Linked DNA regions of Triticum aestivum: region 2 is linked to region 1. Evidence: chromatin contacts called from public Hi-C data. All regions are on one chromosome and are shown on one strand. Each heading gives the region's core, a stretch centred on a gene start, on an enhancer-like site or on the middle of the called end of the contact. The rest is flanking DNA. Distances are from core to core; before and after follow the strand shown. Region 1 holds the start of LOC123044095 (serine/arginine-rich SC35-like splicing factor SCL33). Region 2 has its middle 12 kb from the start of LOC123044097.

Region 1 (5,853 bases), core at 1,777-4,276:
GCAACGGACCAAACAAAGTAGAAAGATCATACCCATCCTTAAAAAGGGTTATTATAAGCTTATGGTCCTGGCAATATAACAGAATTTCTTCAAAGTAGAACACAGCAACCAAACCAGTGTCAACTTCCAATAGTCAAAGACACACGCAGATTAAGTAAAACAAGTAAAAAGTGCACTCAGCTGCTGACCTTGCACTTCATAAGAGTTCTAATACAGACTTCGAACTCTTCATGATCACTTGCAAATCTCTTAAACCTGTAACTATATCTTCCGTTCTCTTCAATAATGATCTTAGTTGCATTTGTATGTCTCTTTAACTTGCAAGTCTCTATTTCTTCCATTCTCTTCAACAATAATCTTTAACTGCATGTTTCTTAACTTGCAACTTCTCTATCTTTCCTTCTCTTCAACAGTACTCTTAACACTTGTCTTCAAAAGATTACTTCCACTGTTAATTCCAAGGGGTTCACAAAAGTATTTAATGTACGCTGATACAACTATATTGCAAACAACTATCTTGCGAGGTGGATTATCCTATGACTAAAGCGGCATGTGCTATCCTAAAAGTGCAAATAGCAAATATGGATATGGCAGTATGTTACTGCAAAAAATTGCTAATATCTGCATTTGTAATGGACAATGAACAAGTCTAGATAGAGTGCCTTACTGAGTATAGTAATCCCTTGGAATATATACGTCCTTAAGACGACCAAACTGTGCAAATGGCCTGCGTAGGTCATCTGGCCTGCATTCATAATTGATGATGAGTTAAAAAGGCTAGGAGGAAAGAAGAAATTCATATCACTTACATGGAAAGAATAAAAAAATTGATAATTTAAGAAACAGCAAGATAGGAAGGGAGGAGAGACGCGCACAGACGAAAGCCAGTTAAGCAGCAGATAGCAAGAGGTAACACATATGACTAATTGCTTATTCAAGGATGCATTTTGAAGTTGATCCCTATTGGTTAGGGCTGATCCCCCACATGGAAAGGCATGGGTTAACAACTGAAGATGGGCTTATTTATTACCACCAAGTTATATTCAAAACTAAATGTATAGACTTAAAAAACTACCTTAGTTGAACATGAATACACACATGCTTCAAAATAGAATGAGGATAGAACATCGAAGATGGATTTACCATATTTTCTGAATGTGTTACACCAAGGAGAGTTTAGGTAAGAAATTCCACAAATATTATATACACCGGATACGAAAATGCATGCTAGTTTGGCCTAGGAGAAAGTTTAGCTAACACATATGACAAATTGCCTATTCCTGGATGCATTTTGAAATTGATGCCTCATTAGTGCTGAATCTCCCACAGGGAAAGGCACGGGGCAACAACCGAAGATGGCTTATTTTATTATACCACCAAGCTATATTTTAAACTAAAATGTATATACTATTAGACTTAAAAAACTATCTTAATTGAAGATGAACACACATTTCTTCATCGAAGTAAAATGAAGATAGAATGTCACAGATGCATTTACCATACTTTCTGAACATGTTTAACACCAAGATGAGTTTAGGTGAGAAATTGCAGAAATATAAAAATACATGCTAGTACTAGCCTGGGAAGTTCTGTGAAAACCTTACCTGCAGTCACGACGAAGGTTCCTGACCAAAAGACTGGTTGGGAGATCTCTACCCCGACCATCATAACGATCACGGGGACTTGGACTACGGGCCCTTCCCCTGTAGCCTCTTGGTGGCGGGGATGGACTGTAGCTGTAGCCTCTTCTCATATTGGTCTACAATAAAACAATAAAGCATTATTACTAAAACAATTCCATGCGCCACAAAATGACCAACTAGCCTATTCGAACATACTTCATAAATCAACATCGTATGCGCAATGAAGATTAAGTAAGGGATGACCTAACCATCAAGCACTAACTTGAAGGGATAATCTATGTTCAAATAGGGAGAAGATTGTAGTGATCACTTTGCACTCAAAACATCGTAATTTTGTCCATTGTACAAGATGTCATCGCTTCATCATCACATGTTTTCTTATAGAGTTACATTGATGCAAACATTAATTGCTAGAGATGACACTAAAACCCAAGTTTGTAAGTTTATATAATTACTTTCCTAAAAGTAACTTAGATGACTTCGCGGGGATAGTTCACTACAGATTTCAGTTATTTTGTCTGATCTTTATGAGGTATAGAAAAACCAATAGTGAGCACAAGCTATCATCTAAAAGACTAAGGCTCCGTTCGGAATCCCTCCGCTCCGTAACTCCGCGCGGAGCGGAGCGGCATACAGTAGAAATACAGAGAGCGGCAAACAGGCTGCTCCGCGCGCTCCGCTCCCTGGTGACGGAGCGGTGGATTGCCGAACACAGCCTAAAAGTATCAGGCATGCAGGGTCAAAGGGCGAACAGGACTTTTTAAGTACCCCTGCAGTTAACCAACACATCAGGCCCGTGGGAGTATCTCTTAGGAGATCAAGAATACTTTCTCGAATCAACACAAGGGAATGACAAACAGGTTACAATGAAACAGTGGCTAACCCCCACAGTTATTATGCGCATGAATGAACATGAACACTGGCACCCAAAACTTCAGAGCAACGACTACACTATATAACGGCAACGCTGCTGCGCCGAATTTGCTTCAGACCTATCCAGACAGTCTAACGAACCAACAGATCTGAGACGCGATTAAAACCGCAATCAGGACCGGCCATAATTTTGGAATATAAACTGCTAAAATTTCCTCGGGGATCATACGAAATCCGGGATCATGAATACATCGCGGTGATTAGGTAAAGTATATCAGACGGATGATCACAGGCAACCAAGCTACCGAGCAAATCGAGCGAAGCTTACCGCGGACGGGGAGGATCGATCGGAGTGGCGCCGCCCGAGGGGAGGAAGGAGAGGAGAGGAGATCAAGGTTCGTGTGGAGTCCGGAAGCTTCCCGACGCGACGGGGAGCCTTTATCGACTGAGTCGATGTCGCGCAGACGTTGGATCGGGACACCCGTCCTAACTTGTGCGGTTGGACGGTGATGGATGCAGTGGGCCGGAACCGTTTTGGGTCATAGGTGGATGGGCTTCTCTCTCCATTTTTTTAAACAACAATAACTGTCACGATTTTGAACTAACTCCAATTCAAAACTGCGACACTTTTTTTACATCCAATTCAAAACTGCAACATTTATTTTGGATCGGGGGAGTAGTATTTTTTAAGGAATTGTTGAAAATAAAGGTCAAATGAAACAAAAGAAATTCCCGCAAAAAAATGAAACAAAAGAAAATGATGAAATCACACAGAAATGGATATAGAAAATGCAAAGAACTCATATGACTTGTCAAAATTTCCCTCGACAACGAAAAATAATCCGTGTTCAGAGGAATATAAATTGGTGTTTTCCTCCACAAACATTTTTACGACAAAATTATACATTAAACTTAATGAAAACATAGAACCGGAGCACGCACCAGTTTTTTCTAGAAAAAGTATATGTTGACCTTGCTTTTTTACACCAAAGCAAAGTTGAAATATTTGTCGCACAAATAGATAAAATTAGATGTATCTAGAACTAAAATACGTCTAGATACATTTATTTCCCCGACAAGTATTTCCGGACAAAGGGAGTACAACATTGAAACTATTTTACTCGAAAAAAACATCAAATCTATTTTGTAATGAATATAACAAAATCAATTTGATGTTTTAACTATTGATATATCTCCCTATCGGTTTGATGAAAATTAAGAAAATAACTCGGTATAAAACTAGGGCTTCAATTAATTTGAAATGAAATGATTATTGTTTTACAAAATTAATTTACACATGGCCCTATGTGTCTTATGCAGCAGCACATGCTCTGGGTGATCGATGAGTTTATGAGGATGAGGATTGTGACATGTGGAGGCTAACCAAAGGTAGACTTCATCTAGATGTGTGTTCACCAATCTATTGACTTCTTATGTGTTAAAATGAAAAATTAAATGGTTTAATATCTCAAGCAATTAATTTTACCTTGATGAGAGCTTGAAAGTTAAATCTCAGGCAATGCTTGGAATCTTGGACAATAAAAATGTATTGGCATTAATTATGAGATCATAATATGCCGCTTAATGAATAATTATTACTCCCTCCTTTCTACAATGTAGTGCATTTTTATTTATTTTTTGAAAAGTCAAACCTCACAAAACTTTGACCAAAGTTTATGGAGAAAAACATTTACACCTAGAATGCCAAACATATATCACTAGATTCATCATAGTTGTAGTTCCATATTTTATATATTTGATATCATAGATATAAATAGTTCTCTCTATAAGTTTGACTTTTCAAAAAATCTATACACACTACATTATGGAACGGAGGGAGTACATCATGAATGGTCATGATGATGCACTATGTTTTAGATATCCTAATGTTATAGAAGTTTTAAGCGTATCAGTTAATAGCATGCGGTATCATACCATCCCAACATTCTAATGCAAGTCATATGGTGCATGAGTAATGTTAAGTAACTCAGTAACCAAGTGACTATGACATGGTGTCATCAATCGTCGATCAACTACACTCAGAATTATGGACGATAAATCTATAATACCTAAATAGTTCATCCTCACTATCCTATTTCTCTTGACATGCAGCCTATCCACCTCAGCAATTCACTTTCACATAAAACAATCAACAAATTGTGTGATCTAAATATTATTTTGTATTTATCCATGCCGTGGTCACCGAACCGATTGACTCTCTTCCACTTCTGTCACCGAGAGATGAACCAATCAAAACGCTGTTTACTCCCGAACAATCAAAACGCACCACCGGCCGCCTATGGCCATTGGGGTCACCGCATCCTCCTTATTTATCTCCGCTCATTTCCAGATCCATCCATCCCGATCTCTCCCGTCTTTCTCTTCTCAATCCCTCGGTTGCTTCACGGTGCACAGCGCCTCTGCCTGACCTACTTCTGCCGTGCGCCTGCGCCTTGCCGCTAGGATAGTGGTTAACCACAACCTATCGAAGCGTTGCGCTATCGACCTGCCATCGCGAAGTCACCGATGGTGCCATCTTCTAGCATCTCTCATGTGGAAGGTGGGAGGAGGCAGATTCGGACCTTTTTTGCCTTCGTGGGTTCAAAATTAAGCAGGTGAACCTTCCATCCTATTCCCGTGAGCGAGTTTAGCGATTGGTATCTTTGCTGATTCGTTTGGGGATAACCAATGAATAGCAGATTAGTCGTCGGGGCAGAACTACCTGAAGCTACCCTGATGCATCGGAAGAAAATCTTAGTAGTGATTACCATCCCTATAGAGCATGTGCAGCAGGTAATCCCAATGGCAATGTATCAGGCATAAAATTCAGAGAGAAAAAGATGACGATCTTGTATGCTGTGATAGTGGGCACCAGGCCTGGTGGGCAAGGCAGGTCTCGGCTCTATGGGACTGAGGGCCTGCTAAAGCTAATTTGAGAAGAAGGTCACAACGACGGAATTGGATGCCTTTTACGCTAATTTGTACATGAGTAGCACGTTCGTATCAAAATCAATTAATTATGGATCTCACAAAGTGGCACGGCTTTGCATCAATGCTTCTGCTCCCCATAACATAGGCGACGAGTAAAGCAACAGATGGCCAACGCGCTGGTGGAGGATAAGCGCGGCAGACGCTCCTTACATACTGGCAGGTGTTTTATCTCGGTTGTGTTGGGCTCGAGCTGCCGCCACTACGACGCCATGGCCTCTCCCCCTTTCTTAGTATTTTTTAGGAGGATTTAACTGTTGATTTTTAGAGAGAAGAAACATCATGCAGGGACTAAGTTTGTCCAATTCGAGTATGTTCAATGGAATTTATGCATGAGCACAATTGTTCA
Region 2 (5,853 bases), core at 1,833-4,332, 190 kb after region 1:
CGGTCGGTCATGGGATGGTGCTCGGCGGCTTGGTTGGCGCTGCCGGCAGTGTTGGTGAATGCGTGGCTTGCTTCTGGCTCGGGGCATGCCGGTCGTGATGGCGGGTGGCCTGGCGATGATCTCGGGCTGGATCTGAACTGCAGTGGTCGAATCGGGTCCTATACGGTGGTGCTCTGGGAGAAATCCCTGCTCACCCATTGTGTGAGCCGACCACTATGGCGCCTCCCCGGCGTCGTATACCTTCCTAGAGGCGTGGTCTTCGAGCTGTTCCGTGTGGATCTGCTTCGGCGTCGTTCAGGCCGTCTTGCTGTAGGGATATGCTCAAACTCCGGGTGAGAACCTTTCATCGACTATGTCGATGTCGGCGGCAGCGGCGTCTATGGACGTCGTCTTCCTCGCAGGAGGTGCCGCTGTGGAGCTCCAGCACCTATGGTATTTTGATTTGTGGTCTCCGGGTGAAAACCCAAGATCGGGCTTGCCGGATCGGATGATGGTGTTGTGTCTTCGACAGCACTACCTCCTTGGAGGCGTCATCTTGGAGGCCCAAACCATGGCCCCTGTTGCTGTTGTGTGGTTCAGGCTGGTGCGTTTGGTGGTGGTGATGCGGCCAGCTTGGGGCCGACGGTGGTGTATTTCTTTTTCAGGTGTTTCTCTTGGCTGTCCTTCGTGTGGTCTCCGTCTTGTTGCTGTGCATGCTCAAGACCCTCCCATGGTTGCCGTTGTGCTGCGGTGAGCTCTGGGCTCTTGGTGTTGTCTTGGTTCACCTTTGCTCAATGACGACGCAATGATGCCTCCCCAACCTGCTAATCGTTCTGACCGCCCGTGGCGGATCTTCCAGTCAAGGTTCGTGTTATGGTTTGGCACTCGTTGATTGTGGTTGATCCTCTGTTGTGCCGTGGGGCTCGGTACGCACGCCGGTGCGGTGCGTTAGGTTGTTTGCAGAGTCTTGGTATTGTGATCCCTCGACAGAACCCCACATCTACTTGTGTCTCTCGTGGTGTTGGTCTTTCTGCCTGCTAGCTAGGTCATGCCCTCTCCTGGGTGGCACTTTTTTCTCATCTTCTGTAACCTTGTTACCTGTATGGTTTTCGGCCCGGTTTTCCTCATAAATGGGGTCAACTTGTTTAGATTTTTGATCCGGTTTTCCTTATAAACTGGATCAGCCAAAGCTTAAGGGGTCACTCTTGGCTTTGGCAACTTTTTGAGCAATATATTCAGGTGGGGATCCTCTCCCCCCCGGTGACCGTTCAAAAAAAAACTACAAGGATGCTTCTTGAGGCACAAGACCAAGAACAGATGCTACCGAGGTTAATTACTCAATCACTCAAGCGTGTGCTACGTGATGGTGGAAAGGTTTCGGCCACTCACGAAGAGGTATGTATAATACAGTATATCGTTAACTATTTCAGCCAGACGATGGTGGTGCGCGCAAGATAACTCGTATCACCAGAGAGGAGGGGGGCAGCGAGCATTGCTTAAATCATGGTGTGCCACTAGGAGGTACCTACCTCATTCTCTTCCATTCAGTTTTGATATAGTACATCCACCGATCCACGTGTATGCATGCGTGTTAGTGTGTCTTCGTGTCTTTGTCTTCTAGTCCCTCTCTCAACGCTCTTATATTAGTTTACAGAGGGAGTGAGTACTTCTTCCTACCACATATGCACCCCTTCTCTGGATAAACTAGTAAACATGAATTTAGAGTTTTAACCGACTTGTTGCTTTGTAATGTACTTGTCTTAACTGAATATTTGTATCATTGTTTTTGGTCTTCTTGGGATCTCGACCCTTGTGGTTTTTTCTTCTCTGAAGACCTTTTGGATTATATGGTTGTTCTCCAATTTTGCGTGAATTGCTTCTCTATACCTTGATTTAGTATACAAAACTTCAATATCTACTACGGTGTCGTACGTACTTCCCTCTGCTCTTTTTATTTTATTTTATATAAGACAGTCATACCTGTCCTTTCCTGTGTGTGCATTGTTGTCAAATTTATGCATTTACTTCAACTATTTGAATCTTTTATCCTTACAAATTAAGAAGACCATCAGGTAAAATCGAAGCCATTTTGTGGTTTGTGTGTACCGGAATGATGGGCAGATACCCTTTTAATTTTGTCCCAGGCATACCAAGCTCCTGGAAGACAAGGACGATGGGTCTCCACCTCGACCTTCCAATACCCCTTCCTTTACTTTGTGGAGGGTCCTCGTGGAGTGGTTGGCCTCAGGGATAATGCCGAGAACATCTTATTGGACGAGACAAAAGATGTGTGCAGTGGGTATGAGAGTGGAGAAGTTGTACCAGAGGGACCCGGCCAACAATGATCGTCTCATAGTGGTGTATCCAGTTAAGATGCATAAAATTCAAGAATGTGAGAAAAGAACAGAGCAAATTTCTAAGCCCAATAGATTTTTGTGTAGAAAGATGCTTTTGCATCCACATATTATTGCAACTCTTCGTTTCAGCCCGGGCAACGATGAACTAGGTCGTAGTCGTGTAGCCCGGACACAAGCAAAGCAACATCTGTTCAAGCTTATCTTTTCAGAACCGCAATATATTCTTCCAGACTTTCCTCCGTCCTTTTCTCTGGCTTTAATCTTAGCGTATTCACGTCCAGGAAACCAATGAAGATTGCTGCAAGATTTGTCAATGAAGAGGTCAAAGGATGCAAGCAGAGTAGGATCAATACATAAGATATCTCTTTCGCAAAATAGAAATATCTCTTTCACAAAAAAGAAAACATAGATATCTGGCCCAGTGAGCATGCATTTTGTCTGGACAAATACAACAAATACTTCATAGACAGCATGCTGCAGATACCAAGAAACATATAAAAATACTGCTTTATGAAATCTCACCTTTTAAATTCAAATAGATGAGAATAAACTACTTTGTTGAGACATGCTCTCTATGGTTCCACTAACATGTAGTTTTGCCCAGATCTAGAGGAATTACATGTGCTAATGTCGACATAGCACCTCGGTAGCAGCTCTTACCTAACAATCCCACTGGCAATCTATGCTGCACTATAGTGAGACCGCATCGGCCATGTCAAACTTTGCCTCTACAGACAACTTGAATGCACTACAGTGAGACCGCATCGGCCGTGTCAAACTTTGCCTCTCCATGAGTCTAATCGACATCATAGAAGGGAATATGAAATTGCTAACTCAAAACCAACTAGGACCTCACTATCACCAACCAAGCCACCCCTTGTATTAGTCCATATATAGATACATGTAACTTCAAGCTACGCAAGCAAGGCATGTAAAGAGCTCTTGAGAACATAGATATAAGGAAACAGAAGAAGCAAACACGGGAGAGAGAGAGAGAGAGCTAGGGTGAGAGTCCAGCCCACCGAGCATGGCCATCGAGTTTGCCACGGGGGCGATGCGCTCCCTCATTCCCAAACTGGGGGAACTGCTCCTGGATGAGTACAACCTGAAGGGAACTGTGAAGAAGGGGATTAGGGACCTCAAGGCCGAGCTCGAGACCATGCAAGCTGCTCTTGAGAAGGTCTCCAACGTGCCATTGGACCAGCTTAATTCACAAGTCAAGATCTGGGCCAATGAAGTCAGGGAGCTGTCCTATGCCATAGAGGACAGTCTTGACTCATCCATGGTGCGCATAGATGGTCTTCAGCCTACAAAACCACGCACGTTCAAGGGCTTCATCAAGAAGACCCGCAACAAGGTCAGCAGGTTCAAGATCCGCCATAGAATAGCTGATGACATCAAACACATTAAGATTCAAGTTAGGGAGGTCAAGGAACGGTTTGAAAGGTACAAGATCAACGATGTTATGTCTAATCTCGCCACAACGACAGTTGACCCTCGTCTCTTGGCTATGTACAACAAGGTATCTGACCTTGTTGGCATTGACAAGGCGATGGATGAGCTAATGAGGATGTTGCCTGAGAAAAGTGAATTGTTGAAGAATCAACCACTCAAGACTGTCTCCGTTGTTGGATTCGGAGGATTAGGCAAGACAACTCTGGCTAGAGCAGTTTATGACAAGCTTAGCAGTTCATCCACTTGTAGGTGTTTTGTACCAGTGGGTCAAAACCCTGACACGAAGAAAGTTCTTAGGGACATACTCCATGAACTTGACAAGGAAAAGTACATAAACATCACTGCATCAAAAATGGATGCAAGGCAGCTCATCGACGAGGTGCGTGGATTTCTTGGGAACAAGAGGTACGCACTTAATACACTACCATATGCTACTCAAGTCCTTCTATGCAACCTATCCTCATCTAGTTAGAATAGATTACTAAGTTGGCTAAGTATTCCCTGACAACATGTTGCATCAATTGGGTATGGTATAATATCTTCACCATACTATGGAACCGACAGGTGGTAGGCCAGTAAGACCTGTTAGTGGCATCGGTGGTTGGATATTGGAGGGAAAGCACCAGAGCATCCATAGCAGATCTTCCTTACGCAAATGTCATCTTCTCTCTTCCTCCCATCTCTTCTACTAGTGGACTCACTTACCATTCTTTCTTCATGTGTCTAGCTACCGACCCATTCTCGTGGTAGGATCTCGTGATAATTTGATAAAGTGTGGTAATTTAAGTTGAAATTTGTTATCGAGGCTAAATGTCTGAAGATCTGAGATCAGAGTTTGATATGAATTAAGTTGCTACATAAAGTATCTAAGCCTACTGACCGTATGAAAATACCACCAAATTTCCACTTTGAATTACTATTTTTGAAGACGGATGTTACAAATGAAAGATTCAAATGTACACCTTGTCAAATATGCAACCTATAAACATATGAATGAGGTGACCCTGTTTCTAGAAGCAAATTGGAGAAAATTGCTAAATTATGGATTTTCGTGATCCTAGCTAGGGAGCTTTTCTCCCTCTTTTTGTATTACGTGTTTCATTAAGCATTGGTATTTATGATTTTTAACGGCTTTCTTTTTTGAGAGTCGGTCTGTTTTATGCAGAGTTGGCATGCTTCTTGTTTTACTTGCACTACTATGTATTCTAGACAAATTGTTTTGGTAATTCAAGTCTTCTGCCTTCTCATGAAAATAGGTACTTTGTCGTTATGGATGACATATGGGATATACCAACGTGGGAAGTGATAAAGTGTGCTTTACTGGACACTAAATCTGATAGTAGAGTAATCACAACTACTCGTAATATTGAAGTTGGCAAGAGAATTGGTGAAATTTATAACATGAAACCGCTTTCCAATGTTGACTCCAAATCCTTATTCTATACAAGAACATGTGGTGGTGAAGGAGTAAGTTCAGATAACCAACCTGCTGAAGTAACAAGCAAGATTTTAAAGAAATGTGGTGGTGTGCCATTAGCTATCATTACAATGGCTAGCTTGCTTGTTGGTAAACGAAGTGAGGATTGGTCTAAGGTTTACGATGCCATTGGCTTTGGGCATGAAGACAACGAAGTTGTTCATAACACAAGAAAGATATTGTCTTTTAGCTATTATGATCTCCCTTCCGATCTAAAGACATGTTTATTGTATCTAAGTATGTTTCGTGAGGATAGCTTTATTGAGAAAATACCACTCATATGGAGGTGGGTCTCTGAAGGTTTTGTACCTGATAGAGAAGGAATGGGGTCATTTGAGGTAGGAGAGATCTATTTCAATGAGCTAGTAAACAAAAGCATGATCCGATGGATAGAATTTGATGACGTCGGAAAGTTCTAAGTGGTTGTCATGTCCATGACATGGTGCTTGATCTCATTCGCACAATATCAAATGATGTGAACTTTGTTACAGTAGATGCCATGGAGAAGAATAGCATATGTTCGCAAGGCAAACAAACCAATAAGGTTCGCAGATTAGCACTTCACGGAGGAAGTGTGGAACACAA

Evidence for each region. A called contact is a pair of places that touch in the nucleus more often than the background predicts.
Region 2: a contact with region 1 is called in a Hi-C map of leaf, with 7 times the contacts expected there. The contact joins the enhancer-like site here to the promoter of LOC123044095 in region 1. A contact is called at or near these places in 3 of 5 Hi-C or Micro-C datasets (all in leaf).

What each region holds. Positions count from the first base shown.
Region 1 is chr2B:162,715,622-162,721,474 of IWGSC CS RefSeq v2.1, forward strand. LOC123044095 (serine/arginine-rich SC35-like splicing factor SCL33) reads right to left here and starts at 3,027. Exons shown (of 6, transcript XM_044466735.1): 1 at 2,845-3,027; 2 at 1,605-1,759; 3 at 668-745. The coding sequence starts at 1,753.
Region 2 is chr2B:162,903,564-162,909,416 of IWGSC CS RefSeq v2.1, forward strand. It overlaps the pseudogene LOC123044098. Among protein-coding and RNA genes, the nearest start is that of LOC123044097, 12 kb to the left of the region's middle. Within about 2 kb of position 3,083, at least 1 of the 8 cell types and tissues checked has an H3K27ac peak or open chromatin away from gene starts, as enhancers often do. A contact at or near this core is called in leaf, where this site is marked.